Regions from separate parts of the Bos taurus genome. Here region 2 is linked to region 1. Evidence: chromatin contacts called from public Hi-C data. All regions are on one chromosome and are shown on one strand. The core of a region is the stretch at or near the end of the contact, and the rest is flanking DNA. Distances in the headings are between cores, read along the strand shown.

The links. Hi-C and Micro-C count contacts between places; a contact is called where the count stands out from the background.
Region 2: a Hi-C map of liver shows a contact between it and region 1, with 2.5 times the contacts expected there. The contact joins the enhancer-like site here to the promoter of RASGEF1B in region 1. A contact is called at or near these places in 2 of 11 Hi-C or Micro-C datasets (liver and skeletal muscle).

What each region holds. Positions count from the first base shown.
Region 1 is chr6:96,248,372-96,254,832 of ARS-UCD2.0, forward strand. It overlaps RASGEF1B (RasGEF domain family member 1B), which reads right to left and starts at 4,232. Exons shown (of 14, transcript NM_001083649.1): 1 at 4,117-4,232. LOC112447109 (a long non-coding RNA gene) reads left to right here and starts at 4,302. Exons shown (of 3, transcript XR_003035202.2): 1 at 4,302-4,620.
Region 2 is chr6:96,293,169-96,298,846 of ARS-UCD2.0, forward strand. It overlaps a transcript of RASGEF1B not described here. Among named protein-coding and RNA genes, the nearest start is that of TRNAG-CCC, 14 kb to the right of the region's middle. Within about 2 kb of position 2,388, at least 2 of the 102 cell types and tissues checked have an H3K27ac peak or open chromatin away from gene starts, as enhancers often do. A contact at or near this core is called in liver, where this site is marked.

The DNA of each region.
Region 1 (6,461 bases), core at 2,982-5,481:
CGTTGAAAGGGCTGGTGCATTCTAGCAGAAACAGTAGGTGCTGGTTTAGAAAAGTAAAAGGACAACTGGAGTTCTGGGGGAAATTTTTTGAGAAATTGGTTGTTTGTGATTGTGGCAAATTACTGAACTTTGGGAGGTGGCATTGCTCATGATATACAGTTGCAAACATACAAAGCCAGTCGGTCTTATTTCCTTATGTCTTGGGTGCTGTTTATGATGAGAATTAATTGTAATTTTCCCAGGGGAATAAAAATGATCTTCTGGATAATCAAAATCATCATCATCTAATTAAGGGCTGTCAAAAAGAACTTGCTGAGATATTTGAAACTTTCTTTTTCTGGCCAATACATCAGCCACTTACACACGTAGCTACTGAGCACCTAAAACATGACTCGTGCAATTTTTTTACTTTGTTTAATTTAGTTAAACTTAAGTTCATATATCCCCATGTGGCTAGTTACTGAACAGCACTGGCTATCATATTGCACAGCACAGAGATAAGTAGTGGAATCATCATTTACACATGATAGATTTCAAGTCAAATTACAGAATATCAAATGGGGAAGCAACCTTAACTAAAAGGGTTTATGTTTCTAAACCCAATTTACCTCAATAGGAAAATAACCTGATACTTAGGACATTTAGTAAACAAGTATAATTTTCTATTAACATGGTTACTAGGATAATATTATTTTTTTGACTGCAAGTTCTTGAAAAATTACCGTTATCTGCCACCTCCCCCCTCCATTCTTCCCTTTTAGATAAACAGAAGGATATTAGTGGTCTATAAAGTGCTTTCCTTTCTTACAAGACTAACTTGTGCTTTCTCTGTGTTATAGTAATTTTCATACCAGAGTTTCCTAATAAAATATGAATCAACTGAATGACTTCTAGACATAGAAGTTTTGAAACAAGGTAATATACAGACCATATGAAGTAATATACAGACTGGTCAAAAGATTGATTTTAAGATGATCAGTTTTAACAGTAACACTAATTTAAAAGGTCAAAAAATGTTCCTCATTCAGCCTTCTTGAAAACTAGCATTTTTAAAAACACTTGTAGGAGAAAAACAAAAGGCAGTTCAGGTGAATAATAAATCTACATAATTTTCATCAATAAGAAATTTCACTCTCCTGTCTCATTTTTGTGTACCCATGAAGTAGCTGAACATCTAACCACAGATCATGACTTCAGCCTTCATTCTTCCACAGCCAATAAATGGTACAAATGAATGAAGTGATAGTATAGCAAAATAAGTCAGCTAACACAGAGCTAAAAGAGACTCATAAATCATCTAGTTTGACAACTCATCAATTTCACAGATATTGCAGGTATAGGGAGAGAGGGAGTGACTTGTTAGGGCTCCAGATTGATTAGACCCCTAGTCTCTATTTCCAAGGCAGAAATCTGCCTATAGCACTTGGCTACATCTGTCATTCTAGGATAAGACGGTTGCACGAATCTAATTTTTATAAATTTAACTGCGAACCCAAAAGTGCAACTGAAGGGGAGGTAACATTTGAATTCAACCACTAAAGACAAAAACCTCATCAATCTTAAGCAGTATTTTCAATAGTATAATTTGTCTCCTTACAACCACACAAAATGTTATGGCTTTTCCATTCATTATCTGTGGCATCAGAATCAAGATTCTAAGTCCCTGCTTTAGAGATGCCAGATTCGTCTCCCAAGGAAGGGAGTATACCCTTATTTCCTCATCTCCTGTTCAAGCAGATATTCTCTCTGGGGTCATCCGAATGCTCCTCCAAAGTCCAATTGTTCCAGGCCACCTCTGGAGACTGATGAAGTTGAACCCACCTTTTCCTCTGCCATATTAGGTACCTTACCAACATAGACCATCACCTAGCTTTGCCCTTTCAATTTTCTTAACCATTTCTTTTTTCTCCTAGAGAGGTGTTATTCGACTGATATTTTTTTCTGTGTGTCTATTGTAGCTTATTAGCTAGTAGCTAATTTTGAACTGTAAGAATGCAGTGTTAGTAATAATATAAGAAGTGTGAATTGTGATAAATAATATTTAAATATTTAATATATGGATAAGAATAAATTAAATTTAAAAAACAATAAATACAAATGGTTTATGATTTTCTATTCCAAAAGTCAGTAGGGTCTCAAACATCAGATTAAGTGTCTGCTGCTGCTGTTGCTAAGTCGCTTCAGTCGTGTCCGACTCTGTGCGACCCCATAGACGGCAGCCCACCAGGCTCCCCCATCCCTGGGCTAGTGGAGCATATAAAATAGAGCAAGACTGAAAATGCACCAAGGGTGAAATAAATTCTAAGGCTTTAATAGTCCATTAGACCACTGGAAAGTACTAGGCTTAGTAGCCAGAAATGTTGCCACCTCTAGGAAAACAAAGGATTGACCAACATGTAGTAGAAGAATGCCAACAAGAAACTTGCTAATCCGTAGCTGATCATCTCCACTTTTTGCCTGAAAGGTGTAACAGAGCATCAACTGTGAACCCTGATGTCTGTCAAAAATGCCCGAGGTCCTCCTCCCTCCCCCCCAAATAAAATAACCATTAATAATAGGATCCAACAAGCTGCCACACTTTTTAATCTGTTATGAAAATCTCAACATCCAAGCATTTTTATTTTTATTTCCTTTTAGAAGTCACTTCTACATTTGCCCTAAACCTCACCTGACTAGTTGTTTTCCTCCCAAATCTCTGATCGGGCGTATACTCTGGTGAACTGTAACCTCCTTGTTTCTTAGCCTAGGCTTATCACCATGGTCTATGTTTTAAATTAAGACACAGCCATCACATGCTAAGCTCTAGCCGCTGTCTTCAGAAGGAAAGAATAATTATTCACCCCATCTGAGTCTGACTGTACCAGACATTAATCAAGAGGGCAAAAGCCTGATCCCTGAACTCTTCCCCTTTATGCACCCAGTTCAGAGACCCTCCCAGGCCATCAGATCATCGAGGTCTAAATATAGATCTACGCGCACCAGCAGTCCCTGACCACCGTCACATGGTGCTGCTGACGAATGACTCCTTGGAGACGCTTTCGACCCAAACACACGTACACAAATTTGTGTGCATATCCATCCATATACACTATACCCACCGTATTCGTTAGCAAAGATGGGCATATCCATCCACTCAGAAAAGAGGGTCGCTCCCTAGAGATGCCCTCTTGGTACACTTGCGCCACTCTGCACTGTCAGAGGACTTAGCTACGTTGCTCTCCCTTGATCTGCGCGGATCACGTTGGGGTAAGGTGAGAATCAATATTCCAGTGGTACGTAGACAGACAGACACACCTACGTACCCTCCAGCCCCCCTGTTCTGCTTTTTCTCAGGAACAGCACTGAAGTTTCCACGGTTCCCCGAGAAAGAAGCTTCCCTCCCGCCAGCAGCCCGCGAGGCTCCCAGGTACCCACAGTTCAGATTACTATCTCCCAGCCAGGTGACCCAAGACGACTCACCTGAGCTCAGGCAAGAGCAAGGGGACACTCTGTCCCAAGTAGCCAGCCAAACGGAGGAATTAAAGAATATCACCGTGTCAGTGGTGAGCACATGACTTCTGTTCCCTTGTCTCTTTTAAGAGTCAAACCTTAAGATTTTAAGGCTCCGACACCAAAAATAAACAGCACCCCTCCCCCCCCCACCCACGCACGAAAACTAGCCAAGAAGTAGAAGAAAACAACCTAGGAAGGGCGAAGAGGATGAAGAAAGGATGAACAGCGACTAGGACTCGGACAGATCCTCAAAAACTGTACCAAGATCTCGAGACAGAGGCCTGGCTGTGGGATCCGACTGAGAAAAACAAGGCAAAAGCCCAAGCCTGTCCCCTCCTGGACCCCATCGACTTGGGTCCCGCACCTGTTGGCACCGTGACCGCTCCAAAGGTGGCCCCAGACGCCCTCGGTGGCCAGGCAGGAGAAGTCCCCACTCCACTCGCTTTCGCGGAACGCTCTGCACCAGGAGCGTTCGCTCGCCCTGCTCTCCCGCAGCCTCCAGGGGCACCGACAGCGGGAGCGAGTCCGAGAGCCTGGGAGAGGGCAGCGCGCGGCAGGGTCGCGCGTTCCCGCAGCCGGGCTCTGGTTTCTCCCAAGAGAACTACTGATCAGGGAACAACTCACCTGCAGATGGACCCCTCGTCCTCGGCTTCCCGACTTTTTTCCGTGTGCCCACCAACGCAACCAAAGGACAGGGAACGAAAGCGCGCGGGAAGATGAGGGGGAAAAAAAGAACTCTGTCCAACCAGTCCGGTGCCTTGTTTATACTGAAACTACGGCCGCGGCCGGGGCGCACACCCACTTGGCTCCGAAGGCCCGCCCCCGCCGTCAGCCCCGCCCCGCGCCCGTCCTCACGGGCCAATCACGGCGAAGATCCCCGCCCACTCCGCCACCGCCCCCGGCGCCCGGGACCCGCCCACGCGTCCCCTGAGGCCCGGGACTCCAGCAGCGAGGTTGCCTCCGTACCCTCCCACGCTGCGGAGGCCGGCGGAGCCCGGCGCCGCAGTGTTTACCAGCGCTGGTTCGGCTCGCTCGGTCGGCGTGCGCTTCCTCCCAAGTGCACCTGCCGGGGGCTGTTTGTGCAGTCATGTGTGTGCCTGTGTGTGTTCGTTTACTTGTGTGCTACCTGTAAGTACCGGCTCGACTTGTTATACCGTCTCTATTAACATAATTATGAGCTAGAGGTTATTGTCCGTGTAACTTTCAGAAGAGAGCGGAGAGAAACCACAAGAACATTCGCTCAGCAAATATTTACAGAAAACCTGAGTGCTAGGGTTGTGCCAAACGCTGGGGGCACACTCCAGGTTGGTCCCTGACATTATGAAGCTTACAGTTTAGTGGAGGACAAACATTTAAAAAATCGTCACCCGAACAAAACGTAAAATTGAGGCTGTTACAGGTGCAACAATGAAAGGGAACTGTGCTGTGAAATAAGATTCTGGAGGCAAAGGGGTGGCCTGACCTCAGTAAATGTCTTGCTGTCATGGTAACCTTATACTTTATCATTGGATACTTGATAACTATTTTAGAAAAAGAGGTAAAACCCCCAGTACTTCACCTTGTACGAAGAAAAAGAGACTGGAGGGAAGAAAAGATGAAAAACAGGGGAAGGAAGAGATGCAAGAAAAGGACAAAATCTTAAAGCATCAGGAGGATACATGTGTATGTATGGCTGAGTCCTTTTGCTGTCTACCTGAAACTATCACAGCATTGTTAATTGGCTATATGAAGTGAAGTGAACTGAAAGTAGCTCAGTCCTGTCTACTCTTTGCCACACCATGGACTGTAGCCTGCCAGGCTCCTCTGTCCATGAAATTCTCCAGGTCACAGTACTAGAGTGGGTAGCCATTCCTTTCTCCAGGGCATTTTTCTAACCCAGGGATCAAACCCAGGTCTCGATTGCAGGCGGATTCTTTACAGTCTGAACCACCAGGGAAACCCAGTTGGCTCTATGCTCCAATACAATATAAAACACACACACACACACACACACACACACAGACTCTTGCCTGCTATGTGACCTTGGATAAGTAAAGCAGCTTTTCTGAGCTTCCGTTTTCCCATGTATAAAACAACATTATTCATACCTGGCCTATAGGACTATAATTAGGATTACTGAGATAGAGGAATGTTTTTTTGTCTCTGTGCCATCTTCCCTCCCTCCCTCCTCCTTCCTGGGATGGAAACAGTGCTCTTGAAGCTCACCTTGCCTGTGCTTAGCTCATCCCTTCCCTCAGCTTCTTCATCGGTGCCTCCTGGGGTTTCTCTTTCATTAATTATACTCCATCCTTCTCTTCTACAAATGGGTCTCCCCCACCCCACAACTCCCCTCTACCTCCCCATCCCCTTCCCCCCTCCCCGCACCATGACTCAGGAAGCCACTCTCACTTATCTGAGCTTCTCTACAGTTTAAAGAAGGAGCCATAAGGTCAAGACAGCTTGGCATGGCCAGCTAGCTATTCAGAGTAAAGCACCAGGCTTGTGTGGCCCAGCCCTGTTGTGGTTGTGCTGGTTGGCTAGTTTTTCCAGCTCAGTTTTCCACCCTGGTTCTGCAGCAAAAAGCCATAACAGGTTGGGCAAGTCATTTCCAATCCTGAGGTTCCTGCTCCTGTAGCAATAAATAATAGTTGGAGTAAATCATGATTTCTTAATGGAAATGTTTGACATCCTTTGTAGTAGCCTCCGGATATACCCACCAGCCCAAAAGATTTGCCCAGTTTTACATTCTGCAGTTTTTCTTTCTTCCATCCAAATAAAAGAAGTTTGTTTTAATTTCTCAAAAATATATAATAGATACTATGATACTATTGATTCGGTGCTTTTCCAAACCACATTCCTGCTCCCCATTCTGGCTCATCCCCCAGGGCCCCTTCCAGCTCTCTGTGTGAGAGTAATACATAAGAAGACTGCTCCAGAGTTAGGTGGCTCAAACTCTAATCCTCTATCTCTTACCCAGTGATCAAACCTTA
Region 2 (5,678 bases), core at 1,138-3,637, 43 kb after region 1:
TTTGTTAAGGAATCTTTCTATTGGCTCTGGATGAGCTTCACAATTACAGAGAATGTTCCTGGGGGGTGCTGACTGGAAGCGATCAGTGGCTGAAAAGTATTAAGCCACCGATGTTTTAATTAACTCGTTCCACTCCATTTTGGAGCTTACAGCTGAGGACAAAAAGGAATCCTATTTCAATATCCAAAGTCACTGTAAATGTTAAGCTCTGCTTTTGACTGACAGTCTCCCACACGCTCGCATACCCTAAACTAGCAACTCTAAATTTAGATCATTTGTAAAACCCAACAGGTTTCTAGAGCATGTGACAATCTAGATATTCCTGCATCGCTTATCCACAGAAGCCGTCTCTTGTGGGGGAAATGTACTCTGACACCCACTTTGATAGGTAACAGGCACGTTAAAATGGGATCACCTCAGTTAGAACAAGGAGAGAGAAATCTTAGACCGGATGAACTACAGAGTATCTCATCCTGAGAGGAACACACTCAATTCCCTTTATACACACAGAGATGTGTTAAAAATTGGCTGAGGAGAATTGAATTATCAATGCGTCATTCCAAGGTATCTATGTGTTCTGCAGACACATCGTCACCAAGTAATTGATCCACCTACAACTATCCAAAAAGTTACTGGGCATGTATTGGATCTGAGGTCCAACTGATACAGCAACCCTAGTTATTGACATGCAACACAACAAGTTAATTCCATATTCTACTACTTATTTTCCCGTGTTTCCAATACCAGATTGAAAACAAATTCCCTAAGAAGAATGTGGCTTGAAGATATTCATGTTCCAGTCCAATCTAGGCAGTATGGGGTTAAATATATTATCTATCTATATATTAATATATTATATATAATATATATTAATATCTATGTATGTTTAATATATAAATATATTATTTAAATAATATTTTAATATATTATTTATGTCTTAAAATATTCAATTAGGAAATAGCGACAACAATGTATAAAAAGGGACAAAAAAATTATTCCAAATTAAACCAAAATGATGTTTTAGCAATCTGCTATGCGATTTACTGTAAAAAACAGTTAAAGAATTCTCTCTTATTACCGGGAAAAGGCATATTTTTGAAGTTATGAAATTCAGAACCTAAGACAGCAATAAAAAAGGATATTTTTGGTAAAGTATATTGAGATTTTTGAGAAGCAGGAAATAAAATAAAATAGCATTATCATAAAGTAGCATCTCGAATAGAATTTCTATTTGAAAAACTAGTCTTCAGTAACTTCTCTTGGCTCCTACATTCTTTTTTCTTGTGACCCTTTATCTCTAATACTGTAATGACCTTAATGATAAACATGTTTTACCTAAGAAATCTACTTACTTTAATGTTGATTTTATTTTAATGACAATATTGAATACACCTCACTTTGAGAAAGACTTTTTGCAAAAGATGAGTCAAATTCAATTAAGTGTAAACTGACCATTTCCCAACCATGTCCCCTAGGATAATGTTCCCAAGATATTTCATAATCTTAATTGGGTCAACACTGCAGTTGACTTGAATAGCAGAAGCCCAGGGGAAGTTGCTATGCTGAGTCTGACACTTAATGAAGATGGAGTTATGCTTTTCCTTGAATGAACACCCCATTATGGAAATGAAGTCCCCAGAGTAGACTTAAGAGTGTGGTCAAAACATTGCTTTGCAAGGTCAGTGAAGGTCTGATTCATCATTTGGGTAGAAGTCAGGACACAAACTCTAACTGCGATGGTGGGAACATTTCAATGCAGACTACTGCATTCTGCTCAAATTCCTGCTGTCATTTCAATTAGAACCGGTGTTCTTTCTTACCAATTCCCTCAAAACCATAGTGTTGCTGTGATCTGCCAAGGCGATATTAGGTTTCCTTAATAAAGATAGATACATCACAGCAGTGGGTTAAGTGAGAGAGCTAACAGTTAATTCCTGCTTCATTAAGTCAAACCAAATAATTCTCATTTAAATGAAGAAACCCATCCTGCTTCCCAGTAAATATTTGGTATCAGAGCAGCAATGAAAGCTTGTGCTATGTAAACCTTGAAGCAACTCAGCAGCAGCAGCAGGACATTTCCACAAGTACTCCACCGAGAACGATAAAACATTCAAAACAAAATGACACTGGGCCAAATCAATGGGTAAGGAAGTTTTGTAAAAGCTCTTCTTAGAGTTTGTGGTTTGGGGGGTTTTGTTTGTTTTTATGAAGTGTGTGTGTTCACTCTCTTATTCAATCGTGAAGACACTGCAGTTCTCCCTGGGCCTCTCAGCCATTAGAATGGATTAGAAAATCCTACTGAATAATCTCTGCGAATCATCCTACAGAAAGTGCCTGGGCTTTTCAGGCTAAGTGCACGTTATACATATAAATCATGATCACTCTGGGGTTGATTAGGAAAGGAGAGGTATTTTGCAATCTTGGCAATGTGTGTATGCCTGTGGCAACTGATTAGCTCTTTCAAATTAATAGCTTAAAATTAAAAGAAGCCCGAGGTTAGAATAAAAGGAAATGGTTTTTCCATGTAAAGAAAGCTTCATCCTCCTCCAAAAAGCCCCCTCCCTCCCCCTCATCCTTTCCCTTCCTCTAATTATCCAGTCTCAGAATGATATCTATCAGTGGGAGGAGTTACAGAAGTATGGCTTCTTACATGAGTTTCCGGATCTGACTGAAGGAGAAGCAGTGGGCACAACTAGAAACAAAGATGTCCAGTAAATGAACGTGTCTGTAGTCATTTCATACCTGGGGCTCGGAAGTTTCTCAGGAGGAGTTGCCTAGCTGTGAGTCGGGCTGAATCCTTTCTTCTCTCTGCCATATGACATCCTGCCTGGGTCAGGCAGCTTCTGGAGATACCCTCTGCCCACAAGCAGCCCAGGACACCAGGATCTCCCATTCAGTGAGAACCACAAGAAAAACAAAAAACCCAGCAAAGAAAACAAACACATACTCCATTTCCAGGGTCGGTGGAGGACCCAGGGTTAGGGAGAATGGGTTATGCAGTTGATGTTCATAGGTGGAAAGAGGATCTGGGTTTCCAGAAAGAATTTAAAAGACTTGCTTTTTTTTTTTTTCCATTTTGTTTTCTTGACAATCAGGCCTCGATTTTATTTTGGAAAATATTAGAGATTAAACTTATACTGCTATCTTAGCTGATCTTCTGAAATTAAAGAAGAAAGAAAAAAAAATCCTGTCTTTGAAAGACCCTTTTTCAAGCAGTAGAAAATATACCTTGACATTCTTGCTGCGTCTCCGAGAAATCAGGCAGCCTGAAGTTTGTCTAAACTCAGGACTTTTCTGTTAGTTAACCAAGATGGGCAAGGCTTTATTTCTCTATCTGTTGAGTTTATTTCCTAATGATCCCTCCTCTTTATTTGATAAAGAGAAGCTGTCCCTCACGCAATTTTAATTTTGTCTTAAAGATAAGAAAGCCATTATATAGGCAAAACTAATTTCTTTCCATCCAATTACCTACTTAGAATACATACTAACAGGTTATACCCTTCGGTCTTAAAAGATTAGTACCACGGTCAGCTACTAGTAAAAGACTGATTGGAAAGAGAAAGAAAAAAGCTTTGATATCAAGCAGATGTGTTTTCAAATTCCAGTTCTGCCACATACAAGCTGAGTGACACTGGAGTGAGTTGCTAAATGTCTGTGAACATCTGGGTCTTCATCTCTAAAAGATGGGGCTTATAATATGTACTTGACAGCATTGTATGGGAATGACTTTAGATAACAAAGAATAAACACCTATCATGGTAGGTCTTGTATATTCATTTTATTCCTTCCAATTAGAAAATACTTTATGGAGATTCAGTTGGTATCCTTAGAATGCCTACTCAGTCCAACTAGCTCTGTGGTGAGTGAATGAGTGAGTGAAGTAGCTCAGTCATGTCTGACTCTTTGCGACCCTGTGGACTGTAGCCCACCAGGCTGCTCCGTCCATGGGATTCTCCAGGCAAGAGTACTGGAGTGGGTTGCCATTTCCTTCTCCAGCTCTGTGGTAGGCATTGTGAAAAAATAATAAAGGATGAGAAAGCCCAGACAATGCCTCAGAAGAATATTCCTTCTATTTGAGGAGACAAGAGGTATAAATAAACTCCTATTTGCAACTGGGAAGCAATTAGGGTACCTACAGACAAGTATTAGATGTTATGGTATAAACAGCAGGTGCTAGGCAAGATCATGGGAAAGAGAATTTATTTAGGCTTTCATGACATACAGAATTTTAATTGGCATAAACAAAACAAACCACTTTAAAAACAAGCCAACCTAGGGATTTTTTTTTTAATGGAAAGAAAATGATTGAGATTTGAGGGTAGAAATGAACAGAGCATATATCTTGAGGAAACTGACCGACTCAGAGTAGAGAGCTTTATTGTGGAAAATCATACAAAAGAGTAAAGTTGGGACCAAGTTAAAAAGAGCCTTGAACATTATCCTAATTAGAATATGGTCTATAAAGTCTTTAGAAAGAGAGGCTGTGGCTCTTCAGGATGCACTGGAGACAGGGCATGGGTCTGGGGACTTTTCTAGAGTCGTGAGAGGGAAGGTAACTTGTTTGTGCTTCTCAAATGCTTCTTTCTTCTTCTTTTTCCAGGCAAGGTTTTATTGGGGCCTCTGCTACAGCAAGAGGGGAAGTGATAACAAACAACAGGTTCCTTTGCTGCTGGCTCCCGAAGGGCTGAGTTTGCTCCTTATTGAGGTGAGGGGAGGTGTGTGTTCAGGAGCCGGGCCAGAGCAGTGGCTTAGGTGGTTTGCACACCCCTTTGGTGGTGCTGTATGCAGGGGGCACGCACAGTCCCACGGTGCCTTGCACTTGTTCCGAGCTCTTCAGAAGTGGCAGCTGGGTTTTTTGATGCCTTTTTATCTTTTGTCCAGAATTTGCCCCAACTGTGCATGCACACAGTTATTTTTAGTCCCATATAGTTTCTTTGCATTTTGTTGCTCAAGGAGGGACGTGTTTCGGTACAAGCATTGTGGCATTGCCACAAAGGGTCCCAGGTCCCAACCTGTCTCATACCCTCTGAGACTCTACACCCTTATTCTTAAGGGATAAGGAGAGAAGGTTTGTTTTTCTGAAACCTCTTCCCTCACTGACTTCTGAAGTGTTCATTCCAAGCCATAGGCCAAGTGGGTCTTGAAACTTGTTTTCATCAATTTACTATAGATGATTTGATCCATAGTAACTAAACTCAGAAGAGATTTGTTCATACAAGCCAATTTAAGCATTTAGGAAGTTACACACAATTATGAAGAGGAATGGCTTGTAGGCATGGGAAGAAATTTAGCCTGTCTCATTCCTCTCTAATAAGAACAGTATTCTGGAAAATTAAATCAATATCAGAGTTTATTGGTCATTCATTCATCAGTTGATCAAATATTGATTAAGCATCTACCAAGTGGCAGCACTTAGGTGAGAAACAGCATGAGGAAGCTGATAGGCAAGTGGTTTAGGGATGTTGGATGACCAAGCAGGGGGTCTCTGGACTGCAGAGAGGAGGGCGGAATCCAGGCCCCAGAGGGCTGTGTACTTCCTGGTACAGAGCTAGGACTTGAATCTCTCTATAATCACAAGCCATTGAAATGTTTTAGTAAGCTCAGAAACAATTCTTTTAACTCTGAGTATGTTATTATTTCATTTGACTGGTGGCTGAGTGGTAAAGAATCTGCCTGCA